2 separate regions of the Zea mays genome follow, and region 1 is linked to region 2. A link is a contact called in public Hi-C data. All regions are on one chromosome and are shown on one strand. Each heading gives the region's core, a stretch centred on a gene start, on an enhancer-like site or on the middle of the called end of the contact. The rest is flanking DNA. Distances are from core to core; before and after follow the strand shown.

Evidence for each region. A called contact is a pair of places that touch in the nucleus more often than the background predicts.
Region 1: a Hi-C map of bundle sheath shows a contact between it and region 2, with 2.3 times the contacts expected there. The contact joins the promoter of LOC100280298 here to the promoter of LOC100284525 in region 2. A contact is called at or near these places in 2 of 25 Hi-C or Micro-C datasets (bundle sheath and endosperm).

What each region holds. Positions count from the first base shown.
Region 1 is chr2:188,969,542-188,975,098 of Zm-B73-REFERENCE-NAM-5.0, forward strand. It overlaps LOC100280298 (choline/ethanolamine kinase), which reads left to right and starts at 3,497. Exons shown (of 11, transcript NM_001153225.1): 1 at 3,497-3,921; 2 at 4,172-4,263; 3 at 4,756-4,862; 4 at 5,235-5,340. The coding sequence starts at 3,740.
Region 2 is chr2:188,227,924-188,233,747 of Zm-B73-REFERENCE-NAM-5.0, forward strand. It overlaps LOC100284525 (zinc finger protein 2), which reads right to left and starts at 3,861. Exons shown (of 1, transcript NM_001157420.2): 1 at 3,093-3,861. The coding sequence starts at 3,721. The coding sequence ends at 3,314.

The DNA.
Region 1 (5,557 bases), core at 2,247-4,746, 740 kb after region 2:
ATGCATCGCATCATCGCCAGCCCAATCATTGTTCTCCTCCTCTTCTACATTCCGGTTGGGTACTACCTCACCATGATGTTCCCACACCTCATATCTGGGCATAAATCCAAACTGACAAAGATCTAGGCTAACTCTTTCCTTATTAAGAAATATATTGTTTTCGTGACGCCTACAAGGGCATCTGACAGTGCCGGTTAAGGACAAGGCGAATACGTGGTCCACAAAATCTTTGGTCTTGGCTACCCAGTCATCAGAATGACGTCCATTTCTACTCCAGCCATTGTACATCCATGCACAATCTTCAGCCATGCCTGAGACTGTTAAACCGAACCATATCGTGAAAAAATTATTCAACTTCGTCAAGTGTATCGGTCCTACATGTATACACAGGGATAGGTTCTAAACCCACATGAACCTAGTAGGACCCAAAAAAATTTGGCAGCATAAATTCGCTGCTACTAAATAATATTACTTATATACAAAACAAACAATGATATAATACTAATCAAATCAAACTAAGTACCACATACACTAATTATGCAACTATTATACGTACCAATATAATATACTATTAAAGCTAATAATATAATTAGTACCACATATTAATATGAAATTAATGTCTAAATACAATATACCTCTAATCACTAAACCACATATACCACTAATACATTAATGAAATCGAACTAAACAATAATACTAATCATACAACTAATCAAACAAACACAATTATAAATATATACTAATTTCGGCGGTAATTCAATAACGGCCGCCGAAAATATGGAATAAAAAACGCAAAAAATACCTTACGACGGGGAAGAGCTTGGCGACGACGGCGGAGTGGTTCCACGACGGTGGCGGCTCGGGGCTTTGAACGGCGGCGGTGGAGTAGGAACGGCGGCGGTCGACGGTGGTGGCTCGGGCGACGGCGGCCTCGGCCGAAGTCCCGCGCAGGGGCGCTGCGCGGCGCGGGGGTGGCCCGGGAGCGGCGGCGCAGGGCCGGCCGGGGAGCGGCGGCGCGTGGCCGGCGAGCGGCAGCGCGGGGACGGCCAGGAGCGGCGGCACGGCGGCTGGAGGAAGGCGGCGCGGGCGGGCGAGGCAGACAGAAAGAAACAGAGAAGAAGGTCGGGCCCGACCTTTTTAAACTTTTAGTTTTCGGCGGCTAGGGCTAGCCGCCGAAAATAAGCAGTTATTTTCGGCGGCTGTGTCAGAAGCCGCCGGAAATAACACTATTTTCGGCGGCTGTGTCAGTAGCCGCCGGAAATAGCGTAATTTTCGGCGGCTGTGTCAAGCCGCCGAAAATAACTGCTTATTTTCGACGGCCAACCCCTGGCCGCCGAAAATAACAGCGGCCGCCGAAAATGGTGTACAGGGCTGTTGTGGTGCCTTATTAATGCGCAGTACGGTCAACTTCCATGAAGATGATGCTAACATTGCTTCGGCGAGTAGGACACAAACAATGACGATTAAGTACTGAACACCTTATTTCTGTTGTTCCCGTTACCCTGATTACTTGACCACGCAACATGTCAAGATACTTCCTTAGCCTTATCCCGGAGCCCAAATATACGGCAAACCGCTCACTCTTTTTCTTCAAAAAAAAATCATATTATACACGTGTATTCATTATTATGAACCCGCGTAAACATACACGGCGACTCTATAAGCAGCTTCAGAAGACTAACAAACCAATCACAATCAGCCTCAAGATCGACAAGGTCGTTATATAGACGTCTTGTCATCACCCTTGATTCGACGGTTCCTGAAAATGTTACCTAGTAGTATTGCTCTTGTGGTCTTGAAAATCAACGAGTTTTCCTCTCAAAAATACAGTGACAAAACTGTTGCGCTATAAGGAGCGTAGCCGACTTACATATAGCTAATCCTTTTTGGTTTCAAAATAGATGACCTAAAGGCTGTGTTTCATGTTTTTGTTCGTCTATGGTTTTGCGAGTAATAATCATAATCTCAATTTGATCACACTTACCAGTAAAAAAAACAGAGACGCGGTGCTTGAGCCACTCACTCGCATTAAGCTATGTTAAAATCTTTAGAGCTAAAATTAGTGGTCAGACACCTTTAGCTAATACCTTGTAACAATTAGTTTATTAACATGTTCAACTCAACTAACAATTGTTAGATATGTAAGGACATGTACAACGACTCTTCTATTCCACCTCCTATCTTAGAGCCCGTTTGGCAGGGCTTTAGCTCTAACTTTTCTCTAGCAAAAAGCCTGAGCAGTGTCAATCACTCTTTTTTTAAAAACAATTTACTACTAAAAGCATCTAAAGGTCATAGTTATTTTTGTACTACGAAGAAGAAGCCACAAACAATACCTTCACCGGCTTTGGCGCTGACACTTTAATATAAGAAAATGACTCTGACTCTATGATAAGTTGTTTATGTCAAACGATTTATAAAATGCCTTTAGTTCTACTATAAAGCTGTTTTAGAGGAAAAGCTAGAGCTTAAAGCTGTTTTGGTGCAAGTCATACCTGACGCATCCTTATTATCTATTGGACACGGTCTAACGATTCCAAACATGACCTCAGCAACAGCAAGAGCATAGTACACGACAACAAGAGCATAGTACACGACAAAATATCTTGTCCAGTCTCGTAATCGCAACTTCGTGACCCGAAAAGATCGACAAACAAACCCATGACGACATAGGACAACGGAGACCCAAGAAGTAGGGGTGGTAATAAATCATGGTCCAAATAATTTTTCATAATTACTTAGAGCTAGGGATGAAAACGGTCGGAAACATTATTTATTCGGTAATCAGTTTTTTAGTCGTTTTTCTTTGATTGTGAATAAATAGGATATAGAATCTATAATACAAATTTGTATTCTTGTTTTTAACATTCAGCTTCTAAAGATTCATAAAAGTTAAACCTCAAATTTATCATATATTTTTTTAAATAATAGATATAAACTTCGGTATGGATTCGGAAATAAATTCGGTAATTTTTTCAACTTTTTGTGTTGTAGGGAGCAAATAATACATAAAACAATTTATGTAATATTTTATTCATATTTGTACTAATGTGCTTGATAATATAAAAAAGATCAATATCAAATTATATATATATATATATCTATTTTAAAATATTAAATTTGTCCTAACAGTTCAAATTACCATTTTTATTCCTACTTAAAGCACTAAATTCGATTCTAGATTCTAATATGATATTTAAATTTTATAGTGTAAAATTTATAGCAAATTGTCATCTCTCCAGAGGAGAGCCGACAACGATTCAGATCCCACGGGCCAAAATATCCGGCGTCCATGTCCATGGCCCTGTGGCCCATCGCTCTCCGGTGGCACGCCCGCGCGCAGTGGGACAGACGCGCACGCCACGCGTTAGGTCGGGACGAGGCGCGAGCACGCGACCGACCGTGGCTCGGGCCCGCCATGCGGCCTCAGTACTCGAGTGGGCGTTATATACGCGCGCTGTTCGGATTCGCGCTCACTGTCTTGCCTGTTGCCTCTGCGGCTTTGCCTGCGCTCACGGACGGTCACTGGCTCACGCTCCCCTCGCCTGCGTCGCCTCGCCTAGACAAGAGACAAGACGCCTAGTCGCCTCCGATCGAAATCGAATCGAGTCGGGTGGGCTCGGGCCCGGTCTTGTTGTCTTGTCTCCCAGCTAGGAATAGCGCAACGAGATCCCTCGCGCGCGCGGACCCCGGAGAGGCCGAGGGAGGGTGACAGGGCGTGTCCTCGACCGCGAGGGGAATGGGATCGGAGGGACGGGCCTGGAACGGCGCGGGCATGGCCGCCGGCAGCGGCTATGGCGGCGGGGTAGAGGCGAAAGCGACCACCACGGCTGTGTCGGCCGCGGCCCCCGCGGAGGTTCCCACGTCGGCGGCCTCCGTCGACATCTCGCTGCCGCTCCTGAAGATGTCGCCTCGCATCATGCAAGTACCCCGTCCCCACATCTATCTTCGATCCTCTTGCTTCGGCTCGCGCTCGCGCTCGCGCTTGCGCCCGGCCTGGTCACGCTGTGAGGTCGTGTCATGTTCGGGTACTCGCGATCGCGAGGCGTCGTACCCGTGCTCGGGAACGAGCCGGTAGTGTTTGAGAAAATGCCTCCGAGCGTGTGGGAGACAGGAGTGTGCTGATGCACGGAAAGGCTCTCTGATCTGGGGATTCCTGGTGCTTTTTCAGAGCTCTCTGCAAGGAATTGGTCGAAGGGTGGTCGTCGATTGACAGCTCGCTCTTCTCCATCGAGACCGTGTCCGGGGGCATCACGAATCTATGTGAGTTGTTGTGGCATGGCTTGTAGCGCCATTCAGAATTCCTCGCCTTTTTCGCCTGAGCAGCATGATGATTGTAGTAAATGAAATGAATAGTGCATAATAGTTACATTGAAATGTTCCACATCGTTGACATGAGTACATAACTTTTTTATCTCCTACTGTAACGACCATTTGTCCGCTTCGGCTTCCTGCTCCTCATTGTTCCCGTTTACTGATAAAGCAGCAGAACCTAATGCTTTTTGCAAACTGTGTGCGATTAGATTAGATAGTCTCCGGGGTGCTGCATAATATTTCCTTTGGCCTGTATCATTTCTGCTGTCATTGCCACATCTGCGGATCTGCCGCACTATGCTTGCAGCATTAGAAAGTAAGAACAGCCTGCTGTCTGTATCCGCCACCCATAGGGATGATTCACATGAGCAAGGTTTCCTGTGTGCAGCAATTTTTTTTTTCAATTTATAGTCCATGATGTTTATTTGTTATTACCTACAGTGCTGAAGGTTTCTGTCAAAGAAGACAACGGCAATGAGTCTTCTGTTACTGTTCGGTTGTATGGACCAAATACGGACTTGGTGATTGATAGGAAAAGGGAATTGCAGGTGAGAATCTGAGTGGTACGAGATTGTGTGTTATAGTCATATTATACTAACCTAGTAACCTGCATCCTATAGTATTCTACATTGGGTCTAGTATGACCCCTTGTATTTGGTGTCATATTTTTATAGTGGCATATTTTCAATTCTTCTAGACATAGCATAGTCATGGTCTTGTAGTAGCATCTGTCCTACCAAGTGCATTACCTTTTGTTTCATATCTGTACCTTTTCCCTGACAAATGGATTTCATTTCATTCTCTGAAAATTGCTAACCTAGAATGATAGTTTTTAAGGGTTCCTAGACTGTACACATAGTATAATTTATCTCGGTTCTAAAATATTTCCTAATGCATACATCTATTACCGTCATGGTTAGGCGATACCATATCTCTCAGCTGCAGGGTTCGGGGCTCGGCTACTTGGAATATTTGAGAATGGAGTAGTTCAGTCATTCATCTATGCTCGAACACTGTCACCAGCAGGTAGGCATAGATCCTGTCTGAATAACATATGGGTGTGGGGTCCTAATCAACCTAGTGCAATAGTTTCTTTGTTCTCCTTTGTAGTTTCAGTTGCAATTTCAAATGCAAGTTGAAAGGATTTATGTTTTTTCCTTTCCCTGTAGTCAGCATTATCCACGATTTGGTATGCCAATTTGAAGCCTTGGATGTTTGGAGGTTTTATGAAATGCTTCTGTAA
Region 2 (5,824 bases), core at 2,611-5,110:
CAAATAACCTTGGGGTTGATGTATTAGCTTTCTGGTAATTTATTAAAACAAATATATTATGGGCAGAACATCACTTTCTAAAGGAAAAACGATTACCAAGTTAGTTAACAACCAAAAACCAAGCCTCTGTTCTCAAATATTTGTCACCCACTAGTTTATTTATGAACTAAACCGCGAGAAATAAAAAAGAACAAAGATAGTACAATTTATGGGAGGTTTTGGCTTATGGGATGAACAAATTGCTTGTGCTTTAATATCCATTACATTTTCAAGTATTTCTTTTTTTAACAATGTGCTTATATAGTTTATGGTAGAATTATTAAACTAATACCTTTTTATTGATGCAAATTCGGGATTTACAAATCTTGCCGTTGATGTAAGGTAGTGTTTGGTTGAAGAGCCAAGTAGAACGGAGCCGTTCTGTCCCAGTTTTGTTGTTGTTTGATTACAAAGTAACTAGAACGGAATGGCTCCAATTAGGGAATATTCTCCTCAGATCCAGAACCATTCCGCTCCAAAAAATCAACCGGACGGAGCCGCTCCGTTCCCATCCCGCTCTCACAGTCACGCTCCGTTCCGTTCACTCTGCAACCAAACAAAAAACAGAGCCGCTCCGTTCCAGATTACCAAACACAGAACAGAGCGGCTCCGTTCCTAGAATCAGGGATATGGAACGACTCCATTCTACTTGGCTCCTCAACCAAACACTACCTAAAATTAAGATCACTAGATTGTATCAAATATACATGGAATTGATAGCATGATAAATCACTCTATATCAATGTATTATTTTCATGTCAGAGAGTACAACACTATTGAATTGCATTGCTGAAGCTATGAAAGATCATATGACGCATTATACGAGACAATGTCTAGTATATATTGTAGTCATATACACAATAAAATTATTATGAACATTTCGAGCTTTCAATACAATTTTCAAATTGACAGATTTAGTTTAACATTATTAGACTTAATTCATTATCATCGAAGAATTATTTTAGGTAATTTAAACCAAATTTCTATTTACTTACATATACCATTCGAGTGGAAAAATATTCTTGTTTTATACCTTTTATATGTTAAGTCATTATGTAACAAATATCAATTTTCAAGGATAGAAAATTTTAGACGGATCCGAAGGCATGGACAAAACATTTAGAGATTATGACACTTTGAAATTTGTTTATTTTCCATGTTGTTAGAGGTCTCCAACTATGATATTTGAAATCTTATTATGTAGTTTCTTATACTTGTATTATGTTTTCTAATTAATTAATTTTTAAATTGTTCGGTAATATATAATAAAATATAGGGAAATTTGGATCCATACCATTAAAAGATCACCACTTTGGATCCATACCATTACTATCTCACTTACATGTGGGTCCACATGAGTCAATTACATGTGGGGTACATGGTATATATCTAAAGTTTGGATCTTTTAATGGTATAGATCCAATTGTTCCTAAAATATATGATTCTAAGTAAAAAACAAAATAGAAAAAATTCAAACTTTGGATATACAATATTCAAAGTATTAGTGCATAGATTTTCACCATTAGGTCTCTTGCTTGGTTCAACTCTAATGCTCTTGTTCTGATATTTTGGTGCTCATTGTTGCAAATGTGTCCTCACTACCATTTTGTCCTCGGTCCTCCCTGAGGTTAGATAAGCCGTATAGGATCCTGTCTCTATTGCAACCGTCTTACGAATAGATTAGGATATTCGTATCTAAGTAGGGGTCGGTTGTATATACCATGTAATCTCTCTTGTGTTTGCCTATCTAAAGAAGAGCATGCAGGCTCGCATCTATTGGATATAGATATAGCACCGCGCATCTGTTTGTTTTATATTCTAATCGATCAGACACAAAGATCAATTTTATCTGGAGCATAAACTTCAAGTAGAATTTAGGAAACAACGATCGTATAGTTTCAATTCTTAATGTTTTATTTTTTAGAAAAAGGACATATATGCCTATACATAAGGAATTAAGTAATCTGATTTTGATGTCTTGTGTACTTTTTTATAAGCAAGAAAAATAAAGGAGGGTCGCTAGCTATCACGCCATTGACTAACTGCTGGAAATAAAATGCGTACCAGTTTCTGACCATATATATGTATGTACATACACCATATATATTTACTCTTGAAACTGTGTGGCTCGTATATATCCAAAAAGAAAAGAAAAGAAAAGGAAGGGTGATAGTGCCATTACACGAGGAAGGACTGTTGCAGACAGCAACATGCATGGAACTCTTTGGCAGAATCAATAACCTAAGTGTGGGAGAATCAGTCTATTCATTCACATCCCGATCGATCGAGTTCCTTTTATAATTATTACTACCTTCATGCATTATCGAATATTTGTCACCAGCTAGTTCATTTTTAAACTAAATTATGAGAAATAAAAAAGCAGAGAGAGTATTTTTTTTCTCCACAAAGTGGCACAAGCACATGTCGCATCGTCCAGTGAAATTATTATGGTTATTCGGTTGATATCACACCACTTGGACAATGACAAATGAATCGAGGTAATATGCCACGTGCTTTTATATTGGACACAATGACAATGACAAAGAGATGAGCCTAGCGCCAGAGCTAAGGCCTACTGGACCACACACCCTACTACACCGATGCTACACCTACAGTCCACAGACTTCGCTTGGATGTGATGTCGTCGTAACAATAATTGCTTCATGACGAGGATTAACAGCTAATTAAGGTCATAGAGTGCACCTTACCTGAAGCTCAATGCATACTGTACGTACTTTGTACTGCCCGTGTATACTGTACTGCAGTTCCTTCTCCCTAGTGACTTTAGACCTTGTTTGGATAATCTCGTGGCCGTAATGGGGAGTATATACATGCTGCTCCAGGTACACCTGAAGCTAGCGCTGGCCCGCAATCCTAACCTTGTGTTCATGTTTTCATTTCTATGTCTTACATGATAAGTAATACTAGAGGTAAATCATAGTTAAACTATAATGTTAAAACATAAGGGGGAGAACATTAGGCAGCAGTGAAGATGAAAGAGATGGGGTACTGGGTGAACGCGGTGTGTGGGATCGATCAAGCTAGGGAAATCACCAAGAACCACGAACCTGCCTAGCTTCAGTCGATGCAGGCATGCAGTATGGTCCAGGAAATTCATCAACACAGATCGGGGCTTAATCATCAGCAGACGAAAATATAACAAGAGATCAGCTCAAATGACCGGAGGGATCAAGGCAGTGATTGCTCGTATATGTCCTATGCATCCCAGGGACAAGAACCTCAAAGTCCGACGAGCAGCCGCCCGCGCAGCCAATCATAGCTTCAAGGTGAGGTCGATGTCGTCGGTGAGATTATTCCAGCTTGCCACCGGCGACATCCTGATCTGGTGCGACGACGAGGAGGATCTTGGTGATGAGACCGTCGTCCTCGCAATGCCCATCCTCGCCTCCTCCTCGGCAGCACTGGCGCGCTCGCCGCCCTGGCCCGCACGGCGAGCGGCGGCCAGCTCGCGGGCGCGCTTGGCCACGCTGCGCTCCAACTTGTGGGCGTTCTGGTGGCCGCCGAGTGCCTGCGAGGAGTAGAATTTCTTGTCGCAGTAGGTGCAGACGAAGTAACCCATCAGCGGCTCCGGCTCGGGCGCCACCAGGGTCCGCTGCAGGGAGAGGTTGAGGTCGAGGACGCCCTCCTCCCCGCCGCGGTCACTCTTGCCCTTGGTATTCATGGCGGCCGGGGACAGCACGGCAGGCAATAAAGCTGCTGGCTCGAGCTCGATCCTCGAACGAAGGTGACGAGCGAGTAGAAGAGTAGCTTCTATTATTCGCCTGTTTTTGGTAACAGCAGTGTACAATGCTGCGCAATTGCACCAACCGCAGGATGCTCGAGTACGTATATATATACTACGTATCTATCTACAGCCAAGTGTAGAGAGAGACACAGGAAAGGCGGTAGCGTATGTATCTGTATTCTGTACGTATGTATATATATGGTGGTTCAGATTAATAACAGGTACATACGTAGGTCTAGAAAATAAGGCGCTCCATGAAGAAAAGGAAAGAAACGAATGAAAATGACAAAAGATTTTGTCCGTCGTTCGTCGATAGGGTCCAACGGCAGAGCTGGTTGCTGGCTGAGCAAAGGTGTTATATATATACGAGAGGGGCTAGCTACTTGCCAACCTGCTTGGAGTAGTGAATTGTAAGAAACGAACAGCTACAAAGTTTTTTTTTGGAGTATTTAAAAGAATATCTGTTAGGAAATTAGGCAATTCATATTAAATTTAATCTAGAAATAACATGCTAAATTTGTGATGACAAATATTTGCAATGTGGTATATTACTCGTCTCAGTAGTTAAACCGAGATTATACAGAAACAACATACTTATCAGAAAAGATATCAGGGTATAACCAGCGGAGGGGCTCATGCTCAAGACACTGGTTATTCCATTCAGACTAGTCATTGTGTGTATGTTCGATATAGCCGATTACAAAGTCAATTAAAGGAATAGACCGACGCAGTACAGTCCCGCGAACGTCCACCGAGAAGTAGACTAAGAAGACGATCCCGCAACGAGAAAGTGGATGATGAAGATGATCTTGAAACGAGCAGTCAAAGCGACGCTCCCAAAAACCTGATCGCCCGCGCACCCGGCAAGTGTCTCCAGCGGACGGAGGTTTCGGGGGCTTGCTCTCCTAACTCTCCGTGTGAGCGGAGATTTGGGACGATGAAGACTTATGAGGCAACTCAACCGTGAAAAAAAGAGCAAAAAAAACTAGCAAGAGTATATTTTCACCCTGCACGATTGAAGAGTTGTGTACTCTTATATAGGCACAAGAGAGCAGATGAAGATGTGCTATCAAATAGCTTAATATATAGCAGCCAACATGGTCATAAAAACGACTCTTACTAGTAATTCCAACCATCAAAATGGTCGTTACTAGTAACTTAACAAGCCATAAGTTAGCAGCCATAATTCACCCACTTACTTATACATAACTCCTAGTTTAAACATGTGACTTAGGATTTATATCATCTTAAATAAATGGTTCTTATCCCAAATATTCTAACAATATCCACCAAATTCCAAGAAGCATGTAAAACACTCTTAGTTTCATTGTTGTTTGATATATCAATATTTCGATGGAGACTGATAAGTTAAACATACACTTCTTGACAGCTAAACAATGGACTATCCCTGATATAAGGTTGCCAAAAGGCCCCCCTCTATTTGGAACATATAAGTCAATTACAGGGTCTTTCATGAGTGGCAGCTGAACTCATACAGGTACGTTCACTATCGGAATCTGACTCTTTGTCGAGCGCCCAAATCTTTGCCGAGGGCAATTTACGACCACTTGGCAAAACTTGCATTGTCGAGTGTCATTCTCAGCGACCAAAGACACTCGGCACAAACCTTCTTTGCCGTGAGCCAAACGCTTGCATACACCGACGCTCGGCAAAGGAGGCTTTACAAAGTGTCAAGCTCTCGGCGAAACCCGGCCCTTGGCAAAGGGTTGTCAACAGCCGTCTATAGTTGACAGCCGTTAACAATACCGAGTGTCAGAAGTTGACACTCGACAAACTGACTTCTTTGTCAAGTGTTCCCTGGCAGACTCGACAAAGTAAGGGTTCGTCGAGTGTCTTTCCCTACACTCGGTAAAGTGTATTTTATTTTTATTTATCTCATAAAACATTTTATGGCATGTTCCTACAATATATATATACCTATATGTTCCATTATGGTACAATTATCAAAGTGTTTGATATAACAATTAGATTTAGTTCGTTTAATTGATTTTTTCAAATAATTCATATTTGAACATCAAC